Regions from separate parts of the Drosophila melanogaster genome. Here region 2 is linked to region 1. Evidence: chromatin contacts called from public Hi-C data. All regions are on one chromosome and are shown on one strand. The core of a region is the stretch at or near the end of the contact, and the rest is flanking DNA. Distances in the headings are between cores, read along the strand shown. Region 1 holds the start of robo2 (roundabout 2). Region 2 holds the start of chinmo (Chronologically inappropriate morphogenesis).

The links. A called contact is a pair of places that touch in the nucleus more often than the background predicts.
Region 2: a contact with region 1 is called in a Hi-C map of the Kc167 cell line, with 2.8 times the contacts expected there. A contact is called at or near these places in 3 of 107 Hi-C or Micro-C datasets (the Kc167 cell line, the S2 cell line and wing imaginal disc).

Annotation. Positions count from the first base shown.
Region 1 is chr2L:1,418,975-1,426,206 of dm6, reverse strand. robo2 (roundabout 2) reads left to right here and starts at 5,754. Exons shown (of 14, transcript NM_080531.4): 1 at 5,754-6,303. The coding sequence starts at 6,042.
Region 2 is chr2L:1,647,458-1,653,881 of dm6, reverse strand. chinmo (Chronologically inappropriate morphogenesis) reads right to left here and starts at 2,624. Exons shown (of 7, transcript NM_001258910.2): 1 at 2,170-2,624; 2 at 47-1,107.

The sequences.
Region 1 (7,232 bases), core at 4,505-7,004:
TGTGACTCTATCTCGTTGCGTTGGTAATTTTCAATTTTTATAGGCATCTTGGGTCGCCGACGCTCTTGACCTGCAGATAAGATTCGTTCTAAACCTGCAACGCCTCACTCTACTTTTCCGTTCCCGATTTATGACACACCACAATGGCTAATGCTTAATTATGGCAAATTGCAAATCGAGGCCGTAAAAAAATTAACACGAATTTCATTTGTGTGTGCAGCCCGCCCAGTTCCGCTGCACCGTCCCCAGCTAAATATTTTAATTAGCTCCGACGATCATTAAACTTGGGCGGGGAAAACTGAGCGTTTTACGATCTGCCAGAAGCAACAGCCCGGCAATCAGTGAGCTGAGTTCTCGTGTCGAAAGAGTTGGCACAATGGATCGCCTCGAAACGAAAACGCACTAAAACTTAATCATGAAACCCACTCGGCTAACTGGAACATAAACAGGGATCACGGATCAAGCCTGGCAATGAAATTCGAAACACATTCTTTGGGCCACAAGGGGATTAGTCAACAAACTTTGGCAGTTTACAGCTTTCTGTAAGGTATTTTCGCCTCACGAGGATTTTCATCCGTCGTAAAAGACAAACGTTTTTTAGGGGGTCTTAACTTATTCAAGCAGTAAGATAAAAGTGTAATATTAATTATTTAAGTTTTACCTACTTAATTGATTGCGATAGTAATTTTTGTTTTTCTAAAAAGTAGGTGTCTTAGATGAGAGATTATGAGCAATCCTTCCAAGAAAAAATAGGGATCACCATCATCATTATCATCATCACCATCATCGTTATCGTCAATATCATTAAAATCAATGATGGTCGGTGCTTCCTGTCTGTGTTTGGGCTACTCAAGTCGATCAATCGCCCGAAACCCATAAGACCCCGATGTCTGCATCTCCGCTTTTTTTTATAAATTCTCAAATTATCAGTTTATGGCTGCTTTTAGTTTTATGAACCGATCACGTACTAACCATTCAGACGCGATCATTTCGCCAGCGCCTTTGCCATTGCCAACGGCACTGCTAAAATCTGTCCCTTTTTCCCGGATGGGTACAGTGGTTGTTGGCTAAAACGAATCTCGTTCTTATGGAGTTGCTCAAAAACGATATATAAGTTATACGGACAAATGTTCAGAAGGCTAGCTATAGACTCACAGCATGGATTTCAAGAGCAATTCCATCAAATTCAATGTGTATAAATAACTTTGTTTCAGTGATCACTGTAATTCTATTTTCGCTCCTCTCCAAGCCCCTCAACGATCCCCTTTCTCCAAGAAGCTTGCGTGTGAATCTCCAGCCGACTGGCCGATGGGATCCCGCTTCACATATCTATATCTGATTCCCCTTCGCCGTCCCGGAGCGAATGCCTTTGGATTTGTTGTTGGCGGAGCCGATCCGCTTCATTTTCAGCGCATTTTTATCGGCTGCACAGCTAATTAAAAGTGAAAAAGAACGAAGAAGAGGCCAAACTGCGGTTCCCGAGGGTCTTCGTGGCGCTGTTAGTTTGGCAGAAATTTAACAAATTATTTAATGATAGATGGTTCTTAAATTGACTGGCCGTCTGGATGGCTAACAATGGGTTATTGGCGGTATTAAGTGATTAGATGAGGGGATCCGAGGATCCGGGGCTTGTTTTCGGATTAGCCACGGCTAAAGCCCGATGAACTTTCAATCGCAATTCAATGGTACTCGAAAATATCGAAATGAAACGCTCCTCATATGAAAAGGGCAAGCATTAAACAAACAAATGACAATTTGAACATTTCGTAATCCCCCAGTGTCGCACAATTGAAATATGTAATTAATTATGCCCATAGGCGGTGGTCGCCTGCTGTTTATTTTCTGCTACCAGAAAACAACTAAAATGGAAACCGAAAAACAACAAACATTTTTTTCGATAGAAATCTACAAAACTATTTGCCACACATTGAAAAACGTCGGGGGTTTGGGACTTTTGGATTGTTAGATTGTTGGATTGTTGGATCGTTGGGTTTTCGGAGGGACCGCCAGCAGCTTCAAAAGCGTCGCTGGCTTTTTGTTTTTGTTGCTGCTCATATTTCGATTTTAATGAATCCACTCTATGATTATCTTGATTACGAAACTGTTCCCCAAACTGAAAAAGCGCCACACAAATAAACCATTCAAATGAAATACTCCCGCCCACTCAAACAAAAAGCTGAATGCACGACTGAATGCATGAAGAGTTATCGCCATCGCTGTCTCTTTCTTCGCTATTGCCGTCTCGCCTGGTGGTCTTTTCGGCGGCAAACTACTGAAAATATTAATTAAAAGCCATAAAAGCAACAAATGTTAATAAGCAGCTATCACCGCCTGCACATCGAAATCCTAATTCATTTCGAACGAAAATTAAAGCGAATGCAAATTCAACAAAGCATTTGCAAATAAATGTGCTCTAATTACGTATAATATAGGGTAGTCGGGGTCGTTTATTTGGAAGTTTGTTGGTTTAATTATTTCAAAGTATAAAATAAAATTATACTACTAACTTAATGAAAGCAAGTCGATATACTAAATACAGCCCATTAAAATTATTTATTTTCAGTTGCTACCGATGAAATATAATACAATACAATACGCCGAATTTACTTGTTCAATTTGGTAATTAAATATAAAAAATAAAAATTATGCTCGCCAAATCCCTATAATTTACTCAAAAGTTATTATTTTGCAAACATTTGTGTTTTTTTGTCATTTGATTTATTTTACAGCCAACAGAATACAGTCGCTGATTTTTATTGTTCGAGCTAGTTAAACTTTTATTGACTTTTAATTTCATTTGTTGCATTTAGTTTATGCTAATGGGATTACCATTTTATGTGGAAGCTGCTGCATTTTCACGAATATTTTTGGGACCATCGGGATTAGAGAGTGTGTTTGTGATAGATGATGTGTTAAAGGCATGGACTTACCCTGCCCACAAGCCACCTCCTAAAAGGCGTAATATTTTATTGACACTCTCGGAAAAGTTTTTAATTACGATCATAAGTCATTGTGGAAATCATAGAACAGCACTCCTGCCCATAAATTTCACACTCAACTCATTTCCTGCTCATTATCATATATCCAGCAATTGTACAAACTTCAGACGCAATCTCAATGCGTTCTGGGTTGGGCTTTCAGTTTTCTGTTTTCGGGGAGGCTCAATCGTATTGGTACACTGAGCAAAACAAAAAATAGATCACGATACTTTTACAGCAGGTCCCAATGTTATAAAAAACTGACAGCCATTTTGGAATCGAATATTCCTTAGTTCTGGTGATTCTTATTGAGTAAATGATTGGACATTTCTGTTCGACATGTGTAATTTTTTCGAGTGTATAGCATGGGAAATGGGAAGGCAGAAGCATCCACACTCGTGGCCTGTCCAAAAAACCCACTCAATAGGGGTTTGGCACTCGAGTGGGCGTTCGGCGTCTTCGGATACGTGGTGCGTGTGTATCTGTATCTTTCGGACGTATTTCGTATCTGAGTCCCCGCATCCTCATCCTCGCTCGTGTGTTGTTTGTCCACGGGATTTGTGGATGGGCGGATCCCTGGAGATGTTGGGGAAGGTAATCATGCTGTCACAGTCGCTAATTTCAATTATCTTGAGTGTGCACGTATACGTAATTTGTTTACTTTTGAGCGCACAAATGGCCCGAGAAATGAAAAGAAGGCAGCGCATCCTTCCAATAAACTTAAACACGTACATTAAAGTGCATTTATAAGTTTCGTGAGTTTCGCCTTCCTCTCATCTTTTTCAGCTTTGGCTTGACAATCAAAATGTCATTTCATTTCGTTTGGAAGCTCGCAAATCCGCAATTGAGACGCAACTTACATGCCATTAACAAGGCTTAAACCAACCGACATGACAGACAAACAGTCAGTCAGTAGACTGTGTGACAGAGAGGGACGAGCCGGTTGGAAAGAGAGGGCGAGAGGCCCAAACATGACAAAGGCAGTGTCAACATTTCAGCCTAGATAACTCAGAGTGCAGTCCAGTGTTGCCAAACTTCTTGGCCCTCTGTTTTGGTAAGGTCATGGGTTGGCAGGTTTAATCGGGCCAGCTTAAGGAGTAAATATTTTGGGTGTTGCGGGCATAGATCAAAAATCCATGCTTGAATCCATCGGATAGTTAGCACATTGGATTTACTTTGGTAAGGTAAAGGACATAAGGTATCTATATATTATATATTATCGTATATACTTGCAGCGTTGCCCAACTTCACTTGAGTGCTAATGAAGCGTGGCAACCGGGCTCAGATATCTCGCCTTTCAAGCAGAGCAACTCGCCCTGGCTGTAAATTGGCCAATTATCAGCATTTGAAATATGGTTTACCTGCCACGAATTCTCTCTTTCCTCTACCTGGATTCTTCGCCTCTATAAAAGGTGAGCGGCAGTGGGAATCGGGATTCGAGAGTCGGGATCGGAGAATCGAAGAAACGAGGGACTTGAGAAGGCAACAAACTCACATACGCCGTACGCACTTTGACCTTTCTTTCTCGCAGAGACAATGCACATTGTGTTGCACTCTGAAAAGGGGAAGTGGAGGGGGAAAGGGAATCCACACCTGCCCGCTCCTAAATGCACGCATAGTTCCTTTATAGGAAAGATACACACCTTTATTTTACACTTCTCTGCCCGTCGAATGTATCTGTATCTGTATTTTCTGAGCACCGGCATTAATGAACTGACTTCACACTCGTCCGAAGAACTCTACCTGGAGGAAAAGTTATTGATTATTTAACAAACGCTGGGAAATTAGGCAGCGATTTATAGAGGAAAGCCCTTTCGGATATGCACTTTGATAAATTAATACAATATCGTCTAGCTGGCCATTCAATTGATTTCGAAATTCATTAGCGCGCAGAGGCGTCTAGATATTGGGACAGTGTCCAAGAACGGGTCTCCACTTTGATTTCTATTCATCGCATTGTGAAACGGATCGTCTAGAACTGTGTCTGGCTTTATTGCAGTTTGGAAATAGATGAGCTAACAGCTGGAGAGTGAGTGGGGCACTCGAGCAGATTAGATATGAAATGGTCGCCCCTTTGGAGGGGCTCTTTCGACTCTCTGCGCCGGCGAAGGGTTGAGCGGACACGGTGGAGCTGGAGGGCAATAAAGCGCAACAAGTAGGGATTATCCGAGCTCGAAATGTTTTCGGATTCGGATGGAAACTATTGAGGCTGAGCGGCACAAAGGTTGGCAATTTGTTGGCTTGACAACGTGAAAAAGAGCTTGAATGATCGAATAAAAATGGAAAAGAGCTGGAGATAAACAAGTTGGACTTGGAAATGGATGTGGCATGGTGTTAAAGTCCGTTTGAATGTAGATTTTTTTGTATTAGCAAATGATGCAGATTATTCATAAAAAAAGCCAATAAATACATGACTATGTGTTGTGCTGCAAAGAAATCCCCATCTAGTCCTGGAAGTCAGATACATATTCCAACAATTCACATCCACTCAATAGCAACATGATGATGCACCACCACCCGAAATGTTGCACGACTCGACGATAAACCTAGGGCACGTGGATCGAAACGAGTGAAGACGGAACAAAACAAACCGTCTTGCAGTAAAAGTAAACAAAGTTCCAACGCGTTCCACAGCATGCAACAAGCGGGACGAACTGGAACGCGGAACAGCGCACGAAGCGATACAGATACTAGATGGTACTCGGATACACAGACACGAAGCAGTAGCCGAAGTGGACTTCGGGTGGCGGCTCCGAGGCGAAACGAGAATTCGTTCCTCAGTCGCATTTCGATTGTCAGCCGGTTCGCATGTGCTGCGGATGCAGATACAGTCCATATATCCGTATCCGTTCGATTCGTCGGGTTACGCGCGTCGTCGTTCCGGGAAACGGACTTAGTGGCGCCGCCATGGATTCAGATGCTAGCGAATAACTAACTCGGAGGAACAGAAATACTGTGTGTGCCAAAACAGAAGATCCGAAAGATTGCGCGTATCGAGAAATGAGTGCAAATCTATTTTAAATGGTGTGCAATTAAGGAGGCGAAACGAGAATACTTGACAAAATGCATTTGTGCGAGATGCGTGGAATGCCGCTGCGGTTGCAACCTCAGTGTTTAACCAACGAAAGCGAAATTCAAATTAAAATCAAAAGCAAAATCAAAAATAAAACTGCCAGCGAGATCAAACGCCGACACAGAAACAATCGAGATTTTCATGGGGAGCGGCTAAAAATAATGCCAGTCGATCGGAGTCGACGCGCAGTATTCCCACTGCTGCTGCTCCTCGCGGGATTAAACGGATTAACTCAAGTCGGAGCGCTCAAGGGTAAGTGTCAACAGATGCAAGATGCGTCCATCTCCAGAGTTGCATTCGCAGGGTTGCATTGTGGGATCTCTGTTTTAGTTTGAAGGGCATTATGACAAACTATTTCCTCCCAGAGCCAGGGAAAATCCTTCGCGGCCGCATATGAGTTGCCTCCTCATGTCGCTGCACTCCCCATTTATTTATTAGCGTCATTTGTTTCCATTTACGTTTTTTTGTTGGTCGACTCCGTCTTTTGGCTATTTTTGGTTGCAACACACGCGGCCCGACCGAACAACAAAGTGAAATTAAGGCACTGCGGTTTATTTATGCCTGCAACGTTCGCTAATGGATTTTAAGGCCGCTTTATAGACAACGCGACATCGACTCTGCCCATAGACCCATTATTCATGCCTCTCTCTCCCGATTCTCATTAGAGATGCACATAATGGGGCGACTTTTGGATGGGCATAGCTGGATGTTTGGGCTTTGGCAGGGCATTGCAATCGGTATCGTAATTCCAGAGATCTCTCAGAAGTTCTCTGCAGGTTAGGGAAGGTTAAGAAGTATCTATTAGTATGGATACTTTTAAGAACAATGCTGCTAATTCCTCATTATTCCTTATCACCACATAACGAACACCAAAAAACAAATGCTAACCCACTGAACCCACTTAGGGATCACATTTGGGAAAACTAAATACAACTTCCAAAGAATACACAGATCGTATTACACATCGAACCCGAGAAAAGTGAAAAAAAAATGCATATGTGGAAACTCAGTTGGATGAGGGTAAATCGAAACACAGAAATTGTAAACCCCTTAGGGAGGATCTCGGGAAAGATCACTAACCAAAACCAAAACCGAACTTTAGATAAATGAGTAATGAGTTCGAAAGACTAATCAACCGAGTGTAGTTTCCCGCTCCAATCTCGCAACTGATTACAGGAAAA
Region 2 (6,424 bases), core at 1,375-3,874, 230 kb before region 1:
AATGACAAGTTGTGAATTTTTCATAAATATAACATAACAAACTCACCTTAATATTCAATTGCAAATTTACGCATTAATCCAAATCCAGAATCCTCAGTTGTAACACCTTTCACAAGTGGTAATTTTGAATTTATAAGTTTTTCTTTTTAGTTTTTCTCACTTCACTTTTTTTTTCACTTAGGCCAAATGTTCTAGTTCTTTTTGTTGCTAATTAGTTAGGATATATACTCGAGTTGTTTTTATCAAAAATTGTTTACCAAATATTCTCCGATATAATTCGTAAGCATAGATATATGTATAGGTATATATTTTATAAATACATGTATTACGATTGGTAATTTTTTTTTTTACTTTATTCTTTATTTATTTTGTTAAATGATTTTGCTTTGCTTTTATCGAAACGAAATTTTTATGCAAACTAACACACACGTTTTATCTGCTGCTTCTGTTGCGGTTGCTTTTACTGTAGTGATCACTGTAGTAGTTGCTATGGCTGCTGTTGTTGCTGTTGTTGTTGTTGTTGTTGTGTTGCTGTGTTTAGTATTGCGTATGTCCGAACCAATAATTTTGAATAGTTTACCAATTTGGTGGCTTAAATTTTTGCGGTTTTCTGCGTTTGTTCTAAAAAGATTTCCCTCGGCTTTTCAACTGATTTTGGGCTGGTTTTTGCTGACGGTTTTGGTTTTCCTTTTGTTGCGTTAAAAATTTACATTGATTTTATTAGATTGTCATCTTAGTTGCAAATCATTTTCACGTGTGGACGTTTTGAGATAATTACAATTTGTGTATATTTTATGTATGATGTTTTGTTGCCAAAAATCGTTTTTTGTTAATTTATTTTTGTTGTATTTAATTCAAGACCAAAACTTATGTTGCCAATTTTAGAATTTTGCGTTGTTTTTCGAAATGTTTTTGTTTTCAGTTCATTTTTAGGTTGATTTGTTGCAATTTCGCGTTATTTGATTCAATTAAATTGATTTTGAATATTTAGATGGTTAAATGTTCTTGATTCGCATTTTGTAGCATTCGCTGGTTTTGAGGTCGTTGAATGTTTTTCTTGACTTTCCTAAAATTTGCTCGTTGAGACATTTTCACATTGACATTTGGCTGCAAATACAAAAGCGGTTAGAAAATTGTTATTAAAAAGTGTAAGTGGAATTTGGCTGATTGAAACTCAAATCTATTCGGGGATAATGTGACATGTTTTAAGTATTCATTTTCTTTTTAATATTATATTAATTTGTCACAGTTCACCCGAATAAATTTCATTTCATTTGTGCCCAGAATTTCTGGTTTCTTATCAGCCCGATTTCTTGTAAGTGGAATTGGATTAATGATTTTATTATCGCAGAATATATTTCATTTTCCCATTTTGGGACCGTAATTCCCACTTTGCTTCTGGCAAATGTCTTTTATTCTACTCAAAAACACTTTATATGGCATTGGGACTTGGAAATTTTGGGGAAGGGGAAACATTTTTATTTGAGCAGTGAATTGTCTAATTGTTTTAAGAACATTTACTTCAAAACTATTTTTAAGAAGTTTTCACATTTTGTAGTGTATTTCTGTAGTTGTTCAACACTTGTTCACCGTTATTCTACACTTTTCTCTCGCTTTTTTGAACAAGTGTCCTGGGGATTAATTGCATTTTGCCTTCTTTCCTGCACTTCATGCACTTTCCTCTATTCTCCCTTAATTGCTATTTCGTAGCACACACACACACACACACACACATAAACACACAGTGCAAAAAAGGGGTTCAGTTCACTGGTATTGCGCCTTGTTTATTTTCAGGGGGAGGCGGAAAACGGGGAGGGTTGTTTATTGTTCCATGTACTCCTCGCTGTTGTTGTTGTAGTTTGCTTTTGCTTATTTTTCTATTGTTGTTGCTTGATTAAAAATGCAGACGTTTTGGTTATGCATAAAAGTCTATACTTCACTTTTTCTCAGTTTGCTTTTGCTATTCGCTTCATTTTTTATGCTGCGTTTTGTACCGTTTGAAATTCGAGTTGCAAAGTCACACACACACACACATAGGCCAGAATTTCATGTGTGCGAGAAAACCAAGTACACACGCATAATTGTTCATTTTTGATTTTATGTCACTTTATTTGAGCTTTGAAACATACCACATGCACTTCAATATGATCAATATTCACTCAAAATTACCTTTGAATTACTAGGCGAACAGCCGTTTTGCAACACTCACGACGCACTCACGCACTCTTGCCACACACATGCACACTGGACAGTTAGTTTGTGCATTTGCTTTGCTCGACGAAACACAAACAAAACGTAAATAATAATTAAAAGTGTTCAATGCCGCAAACTTTTAGCACTTTTCGCTTTTTGCACTTCATCCGCTGCAGTTCTTTCAGTTCAGAAATGTAGAGAATAACTGTTTTATCAAGCGGTTTCGATTCTGTCCGTGCTTCCTCGTTTCTTAATTTACGTGTAAAACTTGAGTTGCCTGCAGTTGCCAGGGCTGACGAGCGACGAGGCGATGCGAATTTGCGACTGCGAATGCGAATGCACAAACGCTGCTGCTGCTGCGAGCACCACCGAAACAAGCAACCGCGAAACTTCAACACGTCCGTTCAACACGGCAGTTTCTTTTTGACTGCCGATTCGATTTCGATTCCAACAGGCGGCGAACGAACAAGCGTGCAGTGGTGTGCTCCGTAGAGAGAGAGAGAAAGAGAGCGCGAGCGAGCGAGCGAGCTTTTAATCCAATTGGAATGCAGGCGAGCAACTTGCAATTGTCAGATTGGACATCTCCAACAAGGATTCTTAAAAAGGATAACCGAAAATAGTCTAAAGTATAACAGAAAATAGTTTACATATTTTTTTTTAATGATTTTTAGAACACAATTTACTCAGGCGAGTAGAAGTAATGGTCGTTGCAACTGCTTTTTGCATGTCTTTTTCTGTGTGTATGCACTGCCGCCCCAGGATAAAAATTACATATATCCTCATAATCCGGGGGTGAGTCTCTCACTCTTTCTCTCACTCTCTCTTTTGCAGGCGCAATTGCATAAGGCAAAGGACATGAGGTAATTTATAGGAGCTCCGCTCAAGTGGAAAATGTTTAGGGAAATCTCGTCCCGAAATAGCAAAAGCAAACCTTAACTTGGTCTTAACCTATTCGAACAGCGGGGGATTCCATCCAGGTGGTCTCTGAATATTAGATGCAATAGAAATAGGGTTCGCAAGAGGCGATTTATATGGAAAACCACTTTAAGATCGGCACAATGAGTTAAGATGGGAATATGGGAAAAATGTTAATTGCATAGCTTTAATGCAAAAGAACGCATTACGTTTCTTTAAAATCTTGATCACTCTCAGAAAACAAAAGTAAAGGATAAAATTTTTTTAGTGGAATTCTTTGGAATTCTTTAGAAAATTCTTACAATTGGTCTTTGATTTCTAGGAAGAAAACAATAATAACCTAACTACTCAGTTCTCGCATAATTTGCATATCCCTTGAGAACTTTCCGATCAAACCATCAAAATTGGAACAAAAACCCTCAAAATGCTTTTCATTTCTCAGCCCAAAAACTTCCCCTATTCACACAAGTGTCAGGAGTCCCTTTTTTGAATGCAATTCCCATCAAAAATATCAAATTCCTAGCCAATCAAACAATAACCACTTAATTTTAGTGGAAAAAGAGTTGATAAAGTTGAATCAAACAATTACCTTATTTCTATTCATTGACAGTTCGTTAGCAACAGTATTTTTTTTTCAGTGCAGCCTTGCCAAAAACAATAACAATGCGCATTCGTTTTGCAGTGAGCGAAAGAGAGGAGAGAGCGGTAAGCTTTTTTTTGGCGCATGTTTTCCCATTCTCTCTCTCTCTCTCTCTCTCTGCTGCCATTTTATGCACACACAATGACAATGAAAGCTTGTCGGTAAAGGGGCGGGGTGTGGTAAGGGAAAACGAACAATTTACGCGATTCAAGAAACACGTGGAGTGCCGGCGTCGAAAATCCAATAAGCAAAGGCAAAAGCTCCTGCTTTTGCTGCTGCTTTTGCTTCCCCAGTCGGAAGTGGAATTATTCCGGAACGCGTTCCTTAATAATTCTTTTTCGATGCATTTTAAATTAATTTCATATATTTTTATTTTATAAAAATACCACTAGATCAAACCCTTTCCATAACGAAAAATGCAGTGCATTTTTCGGTCGAGCGCCAATAAACCTCACTCCACCTCCTAAATCCACCCCTGTGCTTCTCTTTTTGGCTCTCCATTTGCTTTTGCAGTACTGCACGCACTTTTTGGACCTACGTCTTCCCCTGCTCTTCGTCACTCAACTTTTTGCTTAGCTACACAACTTTTGTTAGCGCACTGAAAAAAAAAAACGTGGAAAAGGAAAAAGTAATAAATTAAATAATACTAGAAGTACAAGCAATATAATATTATTATATTATATAGTAATAATAATGTAACAATATATATAATTATATACAATGGATAGATTCTAAACGAGAAACCAATCATACGATTCATGTGCATTCAGAATTCATCTGAACTTTAGAAAATAGGCGCATCAAAATATTACTTTTATTGATATTTCGTTTCTTTTATTTTCTGTGCATTTGAGGGAGTTGTGGAAAGGGGCTGGATTAAGTGGGTGGCTGTGCGTTATATGCTCCACTTTTTGGGCCTGCGACCACAGCCCCGAAATTCTGTTTCCGAACGCACTTTTGCAGCTTGCGTTCGTATGCCTTGTATACACACGCACATACACACAACGTCTGTGTGTGTGTGCTTGTGTGGGGCGCGTGCGTGTGGTTGTGTGGGTGTTTGCATTGGTGTGCGCGCATTTTTGGGTGTGCGTTTTTTGGTATTTCGTGAAATTTTAGCATTTATTTGTTATGTACTCAAACTGACGTCGCTGCAAAGTTGCTTTTGCTTTTGCTGCTGCTGCGCTGCTTTTGCTGTTTTTGCTGTCTCACTCTCTCTCTCTCTCTGTCTCTCTCTCTCTCTCTACCTCGCTTGTTTGTGTGCGTGAGTGCGTAGGCTCGCCTATGTACACTATTTGGCAATTACATTCGCCTGTATGTATTTATGTACACTTGCACGGCTATATTTGTTTGTTTGCTTGTGTATTTTGTACATAAATATGTTTGCTTGTTTGTGCTTTTCGCTTTTGCTTTGGAGCCGCCAAAAAAAACACAGTTTTATGTGTGTATACTGCATTTTTATGCCGTGCAGAAGATATTACATTTTGGGGTTATGGATAGTGGTGCCATGAAGCTGAAAAGGCCTCAAGTGAAATACTTGCTAATAAAATCAGCCTGTACTTTCGTTTCTAATGATAAAGCGAACTTAATCAAATTTAATCGAAATTTTGTATCGTAAAATGTGATTTTTAAAATCGAAGGAACTTTTCTAAGAATTGCAGCATAAAAAAAAATTTTACGCTTGACATTTGGCTTGGCGTTTGTGTTTGTAATGCCTGTCAAACAAGCAAATGCTTACACATCCCACCCACTTAGAAATCCCCCTCCCCATTACACCCACAACCCCTTAAATCCCCCCTCCCCCCGCCACGATTTTCGTATCAATGTTGTTGCGTTTTCAGATAAGATGATATCATTTGTTTTTGTAGCATTGCCAGCACATTTTATTCGCATGTGTGCGTTAACATACATATATATACATGGATATGTTTTTGAATATGTGCATATGAGTAAGTTTGTTTGTTATATTTGATCTCAAAGTTCTCAGTTTTTGTTTCTATATTCCCTTTTTTAAATTTGACTCCATGTTAAGCGCTAATTTTATGAGGAAACCAAAGAAGCAGGCATCCAAATTCTTGAAAAAGTACTTCAAAATATAAGAGGAGTAACTTCCAGTTTCCATGCTCTTTAAAGTTTTTCCGAAAGAAGTTACAACTGCGTCGCAGTCCCAGAAAATATTGCGCGCTTAAGCGGCTCCTTATTGAATCCGCTTGTTCATTCAAAAGCGAGGCGAAAATGAGCGAGGGAAAACAAACAATGCGGAGAAAAGGAAGACAGACAACAAAAGATAAAAAAAGGGGTTTCAAGGACATTTTACACATAATTTTTACTACCTTGCAGGACGAACACGGTGAAAAGGAAAAGCGCCGGCTAATGTAATAATTTTTGCCCACGGCTTTGTGAAGGGGAACTCCTGTTGCTCTCGACCTGATTTTGGGACCAGGTTGAATGCTCTATTACCCGCAATCGACGAGGACGAAGTAGTAAAAAAAAAAAAAAAACGGTAAATTGGGGTGGAGGAAATGGATATCAAGGAAAAGTTCTAGGGCGACGACATTGATTGCCTTTTCACCTTCGACTCTCAGCCAAACTGTAAAGGCTTCTTTCTTTGGCAACCTCATTTGTTTACCTTTCGCGACCCGTGAATCGATTATTATGATTTGGGTGAATGAACTTGAT